Regions from separate parts of the Mus musculus genome. Here regions 2 and 3 are each linked to region 1. A link is a contact called in public ChIA-PET and Micro-C data. All regions are on one chromosome and are shown on one strand. Each heading gives the region's core, a stretch centred on a gene start, on an enhancer-like site or on the middle of the called end of the contact. The rest is flanking DNA. Distances are from core to core; before and after follow the strand shown. Region 1 overlaps Ptpn12 (protein tyrosine phosphatase, non-receptor type 12). Region 2 overlaps Gsap (gamma-secretase activating protein). Region 3 overlaps Gsap (gamma-secretase activating protein).

Region 1 (4,018 bases), core at 1,458-3,957:
GCACCCACAACTGCTTACAACGACCCATTACTCCAGTTCTAAGGGATCTGATGCCACTTTCTTACATACACACACAGAGATTTATCTGCATATGCATACATGCAGATAAAGCACACATAAGGTCAAATGAGTAAATCTAAACCATAATTAAAAACCTACCACGTAGCCCAGGTTATAGCTTGCAGCAATCCCCAAAACTGCCTCAGTTTCTTCAATGCTCATTTGACATCCAGCGTCATCTTAATTTGTACTTGTTGTTTTTCATTCCTAAGTGAATTTTCCCAAACACTACTGTTTGTAGGCTTCCCACGTTAGACAGTTCTAAATGGTTTGGCATGAACTATCCATAACTCCTCGCTAGAATCTCTTAATTGTAATTGTAATCTTAATGTCTTAAATGCTCTGTGTTGCACCCAGGTGTGAATGCGGTTTCATCTCAGGCAGATGCTGTTGGGAGCACACACACACACTCACTACACTCACTCATGCGCTATGCTTGCCCTCCCTCAGGGCTGGGCATGTGGCCTGGGGCCGGAGGTGGGGAGAGGAGAATTCTTGTCTCACATGCAGGAGACACTAGCACTGTCAAACCAAACTTTAGACAAACAAAATAAAATCCTTTCTCCTTTAAGCCTCTACAACACTGCTTTCCAGTCTCGCTTCTTCCCTTTGTGCCTGCCATACATAGAACAAATGAGCCTTCAGTAGAATTTGGTCAGGAGAGGATCTGGGCAGTGTCTCCAAACATTGACTGTTCTCTGACTTCCTGGTTCTAGAGAGTCCTCCTAGCCCATTTTAAAGGCAGCTAAGGGGATATTTCGTATTCTAACACCAAAATATGTATCTTAGTATAGTGTAGTATTGATATTATATATAAAAATCAATCAAAAACCTTAGCTTATCAATAACAAATAATTGGCAAATGTCCTACATCTTAAAAAAATAACTAGTTATGAAACTAAGAAAAAATCCGATGTTGTCATTTTAGTTAGGTCAGTAGAGTAAGCATCCTTCTAGAGGAGATTCCCTAAGGCACAGAGTACCTTCGAGTCCGCGGTGGCTTTGGCGGAGGAGAGTCTTGCTTCTCGCTATCAATGGAACTGACCATAGTTCCAGTGGTAATTTCATTCTGCCAAGGGGAAAAAAAAGTTTTACTAAAATTACAGGAAAAGTAATTTTCCTTGATTGACACATGATCTCCACATTGTGGTATGTATCCCTCACCCCACATCATGTTGTATACACACAAATACACAGCCCTTAATAATAAACTAAACAATCTGCAGCTCCAGTAAGATCATTTAAGGCTAATATAGCAAGGAGTTACAGCATGACAAAAAGGGACTTTCTGGTGGCCCTATGACTATTTTTTTTTAAAGATTTATTTATTATATGTAAGTACACTGTAGCTGTCTTCAGACACTCCAGAAGAGGGCATCAGATCTTGTTACGGATGGTTGTGAGCCACCATGTGGTTGCTGGGATTTGAACTCAGGACCTTCAGAAGAGCAGTCAGTGCTCTTAACCACTGAGCCATCTCTCCAGTCCCCTATGACTGTTCTTAAAGAGCATGTATATATATTACATCCCAGTACTCAAGGAGGCCGAGGCAAGAGAACCTCCAACAGCCGGGACTACATAGCAAGATTGTCTTACAATACAAACAAGCAATGGAGTACATGCAAAAACCTACAAAATGTTATACTGCCACGCCAAAATAAATTTCAGTTAAACTCAACGTACAATTACGTAGTTAAGGGTGAGAGCAGTAACGCAGTTAAGTTTTTAAAGGTAGTTTGTACTTGAAACAATAGTGAATGTAGACTTTGACATAAGATCCTTTTAAATTTTACTTATTCAGTTTGAATCACTAACTCTGGACCGTAACTGATAAAAAGTAAAGTGAGTTAGTGACCCACATCAGATAAAAGTTAACTCCTGTGAGCCAGGCAGTCATTGCATACGCCTAATCCCAGCGCTTGGGAGGCAGAGGTGGGGATCTCTCAATTCAAGATCAGCCTTGTCTTCAGAGTTGAGTTCCAGGATAGTCAAGGCTATACAGAGAAACCCTGTCTTGAACCCCCAGCTCCACCTCCCCAAAAACCCCAAACCGAAACTCCTTTTTCAGACCACCTCACCCACCTACAGCACAAGATCGCAAGTCTGCCAAGGCTAGTGAGCCAAGAACACTTACACCATCAGCGATCTTCTGTGCTCCATGAATTTCATACAGTTGTAGCTGTTTTTCAAACAGTTGAGCAATAGCCCTATGAACAAGTTCATACTGCTCCTATTATAAAGAGAAATGATAAAGTACGAGACAGTGAGGAGCATCCAAGGAGAAACACTTACAAAAATATAACTTACAAAGAGAAAAACCAACTCTACCTTTGTTTGTACTGCCGAGTGCCTCTGTGTTCTCATTTCTTGTATTAAATTAAATACATTAAATTCCTCTGGAATTTTCTAAAACAAAGAATATAACATTATCAGAAAATAGTAAAATACCCTCCAAGTTTTCACACAGACCTTAGATACAGGCTGGATAACTGCAAGTATTTACTGCGCTCTAGCTATCAGACAAAGACAGACAGTGCTGCAGATGCACGTATCCGGTCCTCAGAATCACGCAGCAGAATGTGACTAGCCCATGCAGGAAACACAGAGACCACAAAAAACTGATAGGTGGGGGAAAAATTACACAGTTCTGAAGGGGTGAGAAAGACGGCTCAAGTCAGGGAAGTGCTCATGTAAATAAGTATGAGGACCTGGCTGCAGTTCCACAGAACTGACATAAATGCTGGTGTGGCGCTGGGGCCTGAAACCCCAGTGCTAGTTTACCAAGAGACATTAACACAGAAACTATGGTGTAAAAGAGCCAGAAAGTCAACCTCTGACCACCACTTGCTGGTGCATATACCAGTGCACAGATGAACACATACACACACCATACTGACACGCACATGAACACATAAGTGTGAATAAAAGGTTATTCTGACAAAATCATGGGAAACTGATTACTCGGAGAACTAAGACGTTGAATATGGATAAAGCCTAAGATAAAGAATTTGACTTTACTTTCTAGGCCTCTGTGTCCTTGGCCACGGCCATGCACGACACAAGTGAAAGAGCTAAGGCAGACCCGCAGGCTCGTCTCTGTAAAGACACACGCACAGCGTATCCAGTCCACACTGAGGTATGTCTGTACCTCCCAACTCTACTCCAGGAAAGACGGCAGTCTGAACCAGGAAGAAGTGAGTAGGATTTGGTTGTCTGAGAGAAACATTCTGGAGCCATGAGGAAGACTGACAAGCAAAGAATGATTTTAAGCTGTAGTCTCGAGAGACATTAAAAGCATTTTTTTTAATTTATTTTTTTATTTTTTGGTTTTTCGAGGCAGGGTTTCTCTGTATAGCTCTGGCTGTCCTGGAACTCACTCTGTAGAAAAGGCTGGCCTCAAACTCAGAAATCCACCTGCCTCTGCCTCCTGAATGCTGGGATTAAAGGCATGCGCCACCACGCCCGGCTAAAAAGCATTTTTATATCCAGTTCCAGCTAAGCTCTAGGTTTATAGTTATGTTAAGATAAATTCAATCAAGTGGGGACTATAATAAACAACTTTAGTGATGTTTCAAACAAATACTTAAAATATTCTGAAACTTTTTCCCAAATTTTGTTTGCTAGTATTTTAATATCTCTCCCTTTTCTATCTCTTCCTTTTCCAGTTTTAGTTTTGGAGTTTAAAAATATTCATTTATGCTGTGAGGTGGTGCGGCACGCCTTTAATCCCAGCACGTGGGAGGCAGAGCCAGGTGAATCTGTGAGTTCGAAGCCAGCCTGGTCTACAGAATTTTACAACAGTCAAAGCTACAGTGAAGCCCTGTCTAAGCACTATCCTCTCCCAAGTACATATATATTTCTATGTGTTTTATCTACATATATAAGTATGTATGTGCACCAGATGCTTGCCTGCAGAGGTCAGAAGGCCTTGGCTATCCTGAAAGTTATGTTTCAGGAT
Region 2 (3,850 bases), core at 1,097-3,596, 210 kb after region 1:
AGTTGATAGTCATCCTTGACTACATAAAACTACATGAAACCCTGTCTTAAAACACTATTTACCTGAAAAAAGAGATGATACAGCCAGAAAGGACTATAGAATGTGTCACGATGTTTTGTCCTTTGAACAGATACATTGGAAAGATTTCTTTTGTCTGACAACAAATGGTTACCGTATAAGTCATTTTACTAAAAAAAAAAAAAGAAAAGTAGTCTCCTGCAAAGTGTTGTTTAACACTCTGTTGTTTAAAATGCGATTTCTTTCCCCATTGCAAAAGAGACAACCTATAACATACTTCAAGTAAAAGATTCTCTGATCCACATACTGTATAGTCAGCTTTTACCAGCACCCTCTTTCCTTGGTCATTGTATAGTTGATGTTTGTTTAGAAAATGATCTTCCATAGGAAAAGGCCCCAGGGTCAATTCTGTGTCTTCTTTGTAGGGCTGCATTTGACACCGGATACAGTAGATCTTTCTTGGGCAGCATCTGGGGTAGCCACTTGTGTTGGAACCCCACTGTCATAAAGATTCCCCAGAGTCTTCATGCCATTAGGACAGATGAATACGTATTCCAAGGAACTGTGGTTTATCTCAAGATCTCCACTGGGAAGGACATGCCTATTATTATTCAGAGACATTCCTGTTGGTAGTGGTTGACTCCCACATTTATGGTAGTGGTACTGCTTAAATGCCTGGCCTGGAGATTAGTGGAGGAAGATGGTTCATACTATTGAGAATAAAATAATTTAAATGATAGTTGGAGACAGTTGGATTCATGCTGTAAAAGCCAGATATAGGGTGATTCCTTATTTTTCTTTCTATAGTTTTCCCTGGCTTCCCACAAATGGTGGGTTTTTCATGCAGTTAGAATGTCTGTGTAATAATTTAGTTTTAGTAGGAAAATTGTTTTCCCTTCTTGTTCTCAATTTTCACAATATTTTTATTCTATTTTTCTTTTTGACTCTCTTCAACACCAAATGCCTTTCTTATTTCTGGAGCCATGTTTTAGGTACCAAGCAGATTCCCACAGTTCCTCACTGTCAGGGTGACATAGTCTAGAGTCAACTGAGAAAAGATTCTCAGTTAAGGGATTGTCCAAATCAGATTGAGCTGTGGATGTGTCTGTGGGGGGATCCTTTTGACTGTTAATCAGTGCAGGAATGCCCATCCCACCATGGGTGGCACCATTCCCTAGGCATGTGGTTCTGGGCTATACAAGAATCTAGTTAAGTATGAGCCTCTGAAAAGTCAGCAAGCAGCCTTTGTCAGTGGTTTCTGTTTCAAGGTCTTGCTTGAGTTCCTGCCCTGACTTCCCTCATGGATGGACTGCGACTTGGGTGTGTAGGCCAAACAAACAGCCACCTTTCCTCCCTTAAGCCACATTTAGTCATGGTGTTTGTCATAGCAACAGAACGAAACTAGATCACTCATCATTGCTTTTGTCCTGTCAACAGGAAGGCAGCTTTGTGAATCGATGTGCTGTCCTGCCACTTGGCTTTTCTTTCTTTCTTTCTTTCTTTCTTTCTTTCTTTCTTTCTTTCTTTCTCTTCTTTTTTCCCCCATCATAAACCATGGTACTCATCAAACATTTGACTTTCCATTCTGTAGTTTATATTTGTGAGTCAACATAATAGCTTAATGCTGCTTGCCTTTTCAAGTGGTTTGTGTGTTCAGAAGGAGTGTGTACATGTAAGAATATTTTTGCACGAGTGTGGAGTGTGAACTCATGTGGAGGATGGTTTAACGTCAGGTGCCTTCCTCCGTAGGTCTGTTTTCTTCTGTGTGAGTCAGGAGCTCTCACTGAACCCAGAGCACATGGATTTGGCCACACTGGCTGGCCCATGAGTTAGATGAATCAGCTGGTCTCCACTCTGGAGTTACACATAAACACTGCCATACCTGCCTGTTTTATGTGATGCTGAGAATCTGAACTCAGTTCTTTATGCTTGCATATCAAGCACTTTCCCCACTGACTCATCTCCCCAAATCCCTCAAGGCTTTCTTTTCTTAGTTTCTACCAATAATTTTATTACTATGCCATTGATAGAAATGAGTACACAACAGGTCTCTAATGAACAACAACAACAACCACCAGATTGAGAGATTGAGATCTGGGCAACGTGATGCTTGAAATTGCCACAAAGGAGAAAAAACAGCCTCCAATGCTTCCTTCTTCTGCCGCCCCTGGTGCTGCCTGTGTGCTCCTTCCATGTGGACCTGGGGCCTCTTTTGTGAAGAGGAAGTTGAGGAGACTTCCGGCTCAAGGAAGGAGTCAGAAAGGACACAAGACTGAGAACAACGATCATAGCCATTTGAAGGTGGTGGGGCAGGATGCTTTTGTGGTGCAGTTTGATTAAGAGGCAGACAGCACGTAGCAAACCTATGAAAACCATTGTAAATGACAGGGTTTGTCAATGAGGCAGACATCCAGTCAATGAAGCAGACACACCTGCACAGTTAGAAATGGAGGATGAAGATACGACGACCGGTGTGTTCCCACGGCAGACAGGGGTGTCCTCTGAGAAGACTGAAAACCTGCTACTTGCCCCCAGAATCTTGTTATAGACCAAGAATACAATCTCAACTAGAAAGCCACAATTTTGTCCTGCCACATCCTGACTACTACAGTATAGTTTTCTCTTCTCTTTCATTCCCCTGCCCTCATTTCTTTATTGTTCATAAAGTAACAGGAGTATGTACACAAGCATCTCTCTCTCTCTCTTTATTCTTTTGTAAACTACACGCCTGGTGTTCTGATTTTGGTTGACATCAGATGGAGGTGGTTTGTGGGGGACAGACTGGTTCTGTGAAAATATCCACCTTTCCCCATTAGAAGCACGCTCACTCAGCACTTGTCTTAGATTCCAGTAAGTTAGTTTGCTTTAACAAAAGAGCATAACCCAACAGCATAAAATCCTTGCATACCTTGTTCAATTGGAGAATTTTAATGCTTTTCATTTATCACTGTAAAACCAAGGGCAATTTTATTACTTTTTTGTACGTAGCGGTTACATGTAGGGCAATCTGATTTAAGAAGGGATAAATTACTCTTGAATAAAATGATCCTAGATAGTTTCCCCTTCAAGTCGTGTCTTGTCGCTTAAATAAACTTTTTGCTTAAAATTAAAAAAAAAAACCCAAACAAAAAATTAAAGACACTAATGTTAAAAAGAAAAAAAAAGTCCCCCCCCCCCCATTCTCACAACACTGGGTGAGTAGCCTAGCACCCTAGAAGCTGAGGCAGGAGACTCACTCCAGATTCCAGGGCAGAACCAAAACACATCCTCCCAAATTAAACAAAACCCCTTTAACCCCAGCATTCCTCAGGTACAGGCAGAGGGATTAAACATTTTGAGCCCATCATTAACTATGGTGATTGAATCCTGGTGTGATGGTTTGTATATGCTTGGCCCAGGGAGTGGCACTATTAGGAGGTATGGCCTTGTTGGAGTTGGTGTGTCACTGTGGGTGTGGGCTTATGGCCCTCATCCTAGCTGCCTGGAAGTCAGTCTTCCACTGGCTGACTTCAGATGAAGATGTAGACCTCTCAGCTCTGCCTGTGCCATGCCTGCCTAGATGTTGCCATCCTTCCACCTTGATGATAACGCACTGAACCTCTGAACCTGTAAGCCAGCTCCAATTAAATGTTGTTCTTATAAGAGTTGCCTTGGTCATGGTGTCTGTGCACAACAGTAAAACCCTAAGACACCCAGGCTGCTTAAGACCTCTCAGAAAAGAGAATAAGGAAAAGCACAGTCCTCCACATACAGATGAGGGAGTCAAATGTGGCCCGCAGGGTCTACAGGGCATCCTCCCTACCCAGTTTATAGCCAGACATCCAAGTAGACT
Region 3 (3,996 bases), core at 1,303-3,802, 250 kb after region 1:
GGTTGAGGAAGGTTCTTCTGGAGACTACCCAAAGGGTTCTGTTAAAAGAATATCTGCAAATAACCTTATTTACAGTACTATCATACTCAGCCAGGACTATAGTGGTTTCTTAAGCTAGAAGTAGGTATATTTTCAGGCCACTCCAAAATAAATGTAGAATTTTAAGACTTCATTCATTATATATCACATATTTATGCATATATATTATACATTGCATATTTTTGTATTATTTTGGTGGGACATAGTACAGATTTAAAAGCCAACAGAGTGGCCTTTCTTTTTAAAGATTATCCAGTGGATTTCGGAGCATGTCTCTGCTTGCCATTCATTTGACCTCATTCAAGAATTTCTAATTGGTAAGTGTTGCTGATGCTGCACTGTAAGCTGTATGTTCAACCCTTCGCTTGAGGGAAATCAGTAAGTTGATAATGAGTGCTTCTGTCAAAATGCTGATTAGGAGGTTTTGTTTTTTTTTTTGTTTTTTGTTTTTTTTTAACTTCATTGCAATCAGTGGCTAATGAAATTTCATTCTCTTGTGGATTTTGCAAAAAGTTGTGGTTTCCAGAGACCAATGAGATAAAGATCAGATTTTGATTCTATAACCTTATTAACAAAAATTTCAGTAAAATGCATCTTTCTTAGCCTGGTTTTATATTGGTTGGCTATGTATGACTGGCATCATGTCATCTGTGTGGAAACAGAACCAAATGATTGAAAAATGCTATTCTCATTGTAAAAGGAGCACCTGAACATTTTAAGCTGTAGATAAAATCATAATGGTTAACCCCCAGAGACATGAATGAGGTGGTGAGAACTCACGGTTTGCTGGATTTGGTTAAATCACTATGCCGACTTCTCTGTTTCTAATGTCTCAGCTTCCTCCTATTGGAGTGTGTATGCAGAGCTGGACGACATGGGCATGCTCCTACAATACTCCTCTGTGCTGACTTGGAACACAGTAAGTGACAAAATCTCGGTGCTCACCACTGTGGGAAGGGGGAGATCATTCCTGTTACGGTGACCAGCTTTATAATTTCACTTCTGTTTTGACTGACAAGCAGCTGAAGTGAAATTTCTTGTCAGATGGGTATAAACAACCAGAAAACTCAAAATCTAACTGCTGTAAAATCTGGAGCATTTTAAAGGTTAATATGGTGCCACATATGAAAAATTTATCCTATGTGGTAAAATCCTATATACATACATGCATATATTCTGAAATGCATATGCAAAAGGAGTATTATTGTGTTAGTAAAAGTTGGATGCTTTGGGAACACTCAAAGGCATATTTCTAAAGTGTGTGTGTGTGTTTTGAAAGACATTTCATGTTTAGATTTCTCTTTTCTCACTAAAAGACCTCATGTATATGAAGGATTTCAAAATCTAAAATTTTTTAAAAGCCAAATCTGATTCACTTGTGCCACTAAGCCCCTTGGCCAAGGATGCTCTGTCCGCAGTAACTCTCTTCCATTGGCTGGAAGTATTTACATAAAGCAATAGGCTTGATGTGGCAGACACAGGGTGGCTGTCACTCTTCTGGCAGGCAGAACAGAACCTCAGTGATCATATTTTATAAAAGGACACTTTTACTCCTTCATTCACCAGTTTCAAGTATTTAATAGGTTTTATGAATGAGTAATAGCTAGACCACTGTGGTAATACTTGGTACAGTTTGACTTTTGGGACCCCTTTTCTTGTTTTTTATAAAGATTTATAAAGAAAATTAGGCAACTCAAAAGCTTCAGGGCGAAGCAAAGTGATGCTTCCTGTTGGTCTAGACGCCTTTACGGTAGGCGGTGATGCACTAGAGTGCTGTTCTGTGAGAGGCGGCCTGCAGCACCTGCCTCTTCCCCTTTCAGGTAGATGGTGGAGTAGTGTGCTTGGTCATGAAGCAGGAGGTATATTAAGAAGGTATTCAGAGCATTACATTTAATTTAGGCAACAGACATTGGGAAATACATACTAAATTGTGACACTTTTCACTTTGTATTTTGCTTAAGAGGCATATAAAGAGCATGCTTGTAATTCGGCACTCAGGAGATGCAGGCAGGAAGATCTTCAGGTGGAGGTTAGCCTGGACTACATAGTAGTGAGACCCTGTCTAAAGAAAAAAAAAAAGAGAGAAATATTCAAATGCATTTGATATACTTAAATTTTTTTGTTTTCTTTTTGTTTTAAGACATGGGCTCATATATGCCTGGCCTGCATCAATTGCCTGTGTAGCTGAGGACAATCTTAAATCCCTGATCCATCTGCCCCTCATTCCCAAGTGCTGGGATTGCAAGCGTGTACCGCCGTACACAGTTGTTTGACTAATTTCTAAATTTTTGATACTTATAATAGTAGTGATTTCCCGAAGGCCTTCTCTGCTTGTTTTTTTTGGATTATAGTTAATAGATTTCTTTGCTACGGTGTAAAATTGCAAGGGTAAGACCGGGTTTCTCCTTTTTCTAGGCACCCACTTTGTCTTTCTTTTAGACAACTTAGGACTGTGTGGGCAGAGTGTGGTTCTGTGGCAGGAAGCCAGCAAGTTACACCATCGGGTCAGGAAATACACACCTCAGGGCCCTCTGGGTGTTACCCACTGCTCTTCTGTCCTGTGACTGAGGTGTGGAGAGGCAGAGTTGGGAGCAGTGGTCCCTGGGCAGTGTTCTTACCCGGCTGCTGTGTGAGCCACCATGCCAATGGGCAGAGAATCATTTGTTTATTCCTCAAGACTCTCTGGGGCCCAGGAGACTTTGTGGATATACACATAACGCACCAGGAAGTCCCACAAGAAAATGTAGAGAAACCCACAGTTATAACCTCCACATAGTAGACTTATCTTGGGGTTTACCAAGTGGCTTTAAACCTTTTTGTGGTTGGAATAAGTTCCCTTAAAAGGCTCTGTGCGTTTATATTCGTCTTTAGCAATGATGCAAGTATTACCCTTCTCTAGTCACAATCATCCCTAACACTTGCTACAACAGGAAGCAGCAAGTTCTCACATCCAGATGAAAAGATTGACTTGGATTTTTTTTTTTCTTAAATTTGAGACAAAGAATTTACTATTTAGCTCAGGCTAGCCTAGAAGCCTCTCATTTGGACCACAGATGGCTAGCGCCACACTTACCAGCAACTGAATTTTTAAAATAAAGACTATTGTAAAAAACTAAAACAACAACAAAAACAAATAAACACCAAAAAACCCATACACTGAATTTAATTGAACCCAAAGTCTATACATTTCAATGGCCTTCCATACTGTTAAATAAAATACTAGATAGTATTCTTGCTTGTAGCTAATTCTAAATTGTGCATTATAATTTTAGTTATTTTAAATGTTACTATTGTACATTTGAAAATGCTATTTAGAACTTGCATAAGTTACTTTTTTGTTGTTGTTGTAAAAAAAAAAAACCAAAAACCCACAAGAATTGGTTTAAGAGAGAAGGGGAATTTTCCCACTGTTCTCCCATCCAATCCTTTGAGGCAGAGAAAGCATGGTGGCGACATCTGGCTATACTGCACCCCAGCCAGAAGTTAGGGAGCGATCAGTGCTTCGGCCCCACTGGATTCCATGTCTGTTCAATCAGTACCCACAAGAAAGGGTGATGACTGCATGTAGCGCTGGTCTTCCCACCTCAATCCACCCAGTTAGTTTATGCCTCATAGACCTGTCAGAGGTGAGAATCAATATTAACCACCTTGGGTGGTTGCACATACCTTTAATCTCAATACTGGAGAGGCAGAGCAGGTGGATCTCTGAGTTAGAGGTTAGCCCGGTCTACAGAGTGAATTCCAGGACACAGCCAGGGCTACACAGAGAAACCCTTTCAAAAAAAGAAAAGAAAAAAAAACTAACGACCAAGAAAGAAAACAAAAAAGAAAAACCTAAAACAAAACAAAACTCCAAATCCCCCCAAAACAAAAAACCAAAAGAACCAGACAAACAAACTAGCAAAACAAAAAACAAACAAAAAACCAACCAAACAAACAAACAAACAAACAAAAAAA

The links. A called contact is a pair of places that touch in the nucleus more often than the background predicts. ChIA-PET counts read pairs in DNA pulled down with a chosen protein or histone mark.
Region 2: a contact with region 1 is called in an RNA polymerase II ChIA-PET map of memory CD8 T cells, with 27 read pairs. The contact joins two enhancer-like sites. A contact is called at or near these places in 7 of 484 Hi-C or Micro-C datasets (the AML12 cell line, bone marrow-derived macrophages, macrophages and 2 more), 1 of 115 datasets of contacts at active chromatin or transcription factors (memory CD8 T cells) and 3 of 9 other capture datasets (adipose tissue, liver and pancreatic islet).
Region 3: a Micro-C map of the G1E-ER4 cell line shows a contact between it and region 1. The contact joins two enhancer-like sites. A contact is called at or near these places in 3 of 15 datasets of contacts at CTCF or cohesin (CD8 T cells, the NIH/3T3 cell line and pro-B cells), 32 of 484 Hi-C or Micro-C datasets (the AML12 cell line, B cells, CD4 T cells and 22 more), 9 of 115 datasets of contacts at active chromatin or transcription factors (acute myeloid leukemia, astrocytes, bone marrow-derived dendritic cells and 5 more) and 3 of 9 other capture datasets (adipose tissue, embryonic stem cells and liver).

What each region holds. Positions count from the first base shown.
Region 1 is chr5:21,000,229-21,004,246 of GRCm38.p6, forward strand. Ptpn12 (protein tyrosine phosphatase, non-receptor type 12) reads right to left here. Exons shown (of 18, transcript NM_011203.3): 10 at 2,389-2,466; 11 at 2,195-2,290; 12 at 1,044-1,129. Among named protein-coding and RNA genes, the nearest start is that of Rsbn1l, 50 kb to the left of the region's middle. Within about 2 kb of position 2,708, at least 62 of the 459 cell types and tissues checked have an H3K27ac peak or open chromatin away from gene starts, as enhancers often do. A contact at or near this core is called in CD8 T cells, the G1E-ER4 cell line, effector CD8 T cells and 3 more, where this site is marked.
Region 2 is chr5:21,211,750-21,215,599 of GRCm38.p6, forward strand. The region is part of intron 5 of Gsap (gamma-secretase activating protein); the gene reads left to right. Among named protein-coding and RNA genes, the nearest start is that of Gsap, 27 kb to the left of the region's middle. Within about 2 kb of position 2,347, at least 30 of the 459 cell types and tissues checked have an H3K27ac peak or open chromatin away from gene starts, as enhancers often do. A contact at or near this core is called in memory CD8 T cells, where this site is marked.
Region 3 is chr5:21,253,084-21,257,079 of GRCm38.p6, forward strand. Gsap (gamma-secretase activating protein) reads left to right here. Exons shown (of 31, transcript NM_175437.3): 17 at 287-356; 18 at 876-958. Among named protein-coding and RNA genes, the nearest start is that of Gsap, 69 kb to the left of the region's middle. Within about 2 kb of position 2,553, at least 94 of the 459 cell types and tissues checked have an H3K27ac peak or open chromatin away from gene starts, as enhancers often do. A contact at or near this core is called in CD8 T cells, the G1E-ER4 cell line, effector CD8 T cells and 3 more, where this site is marked.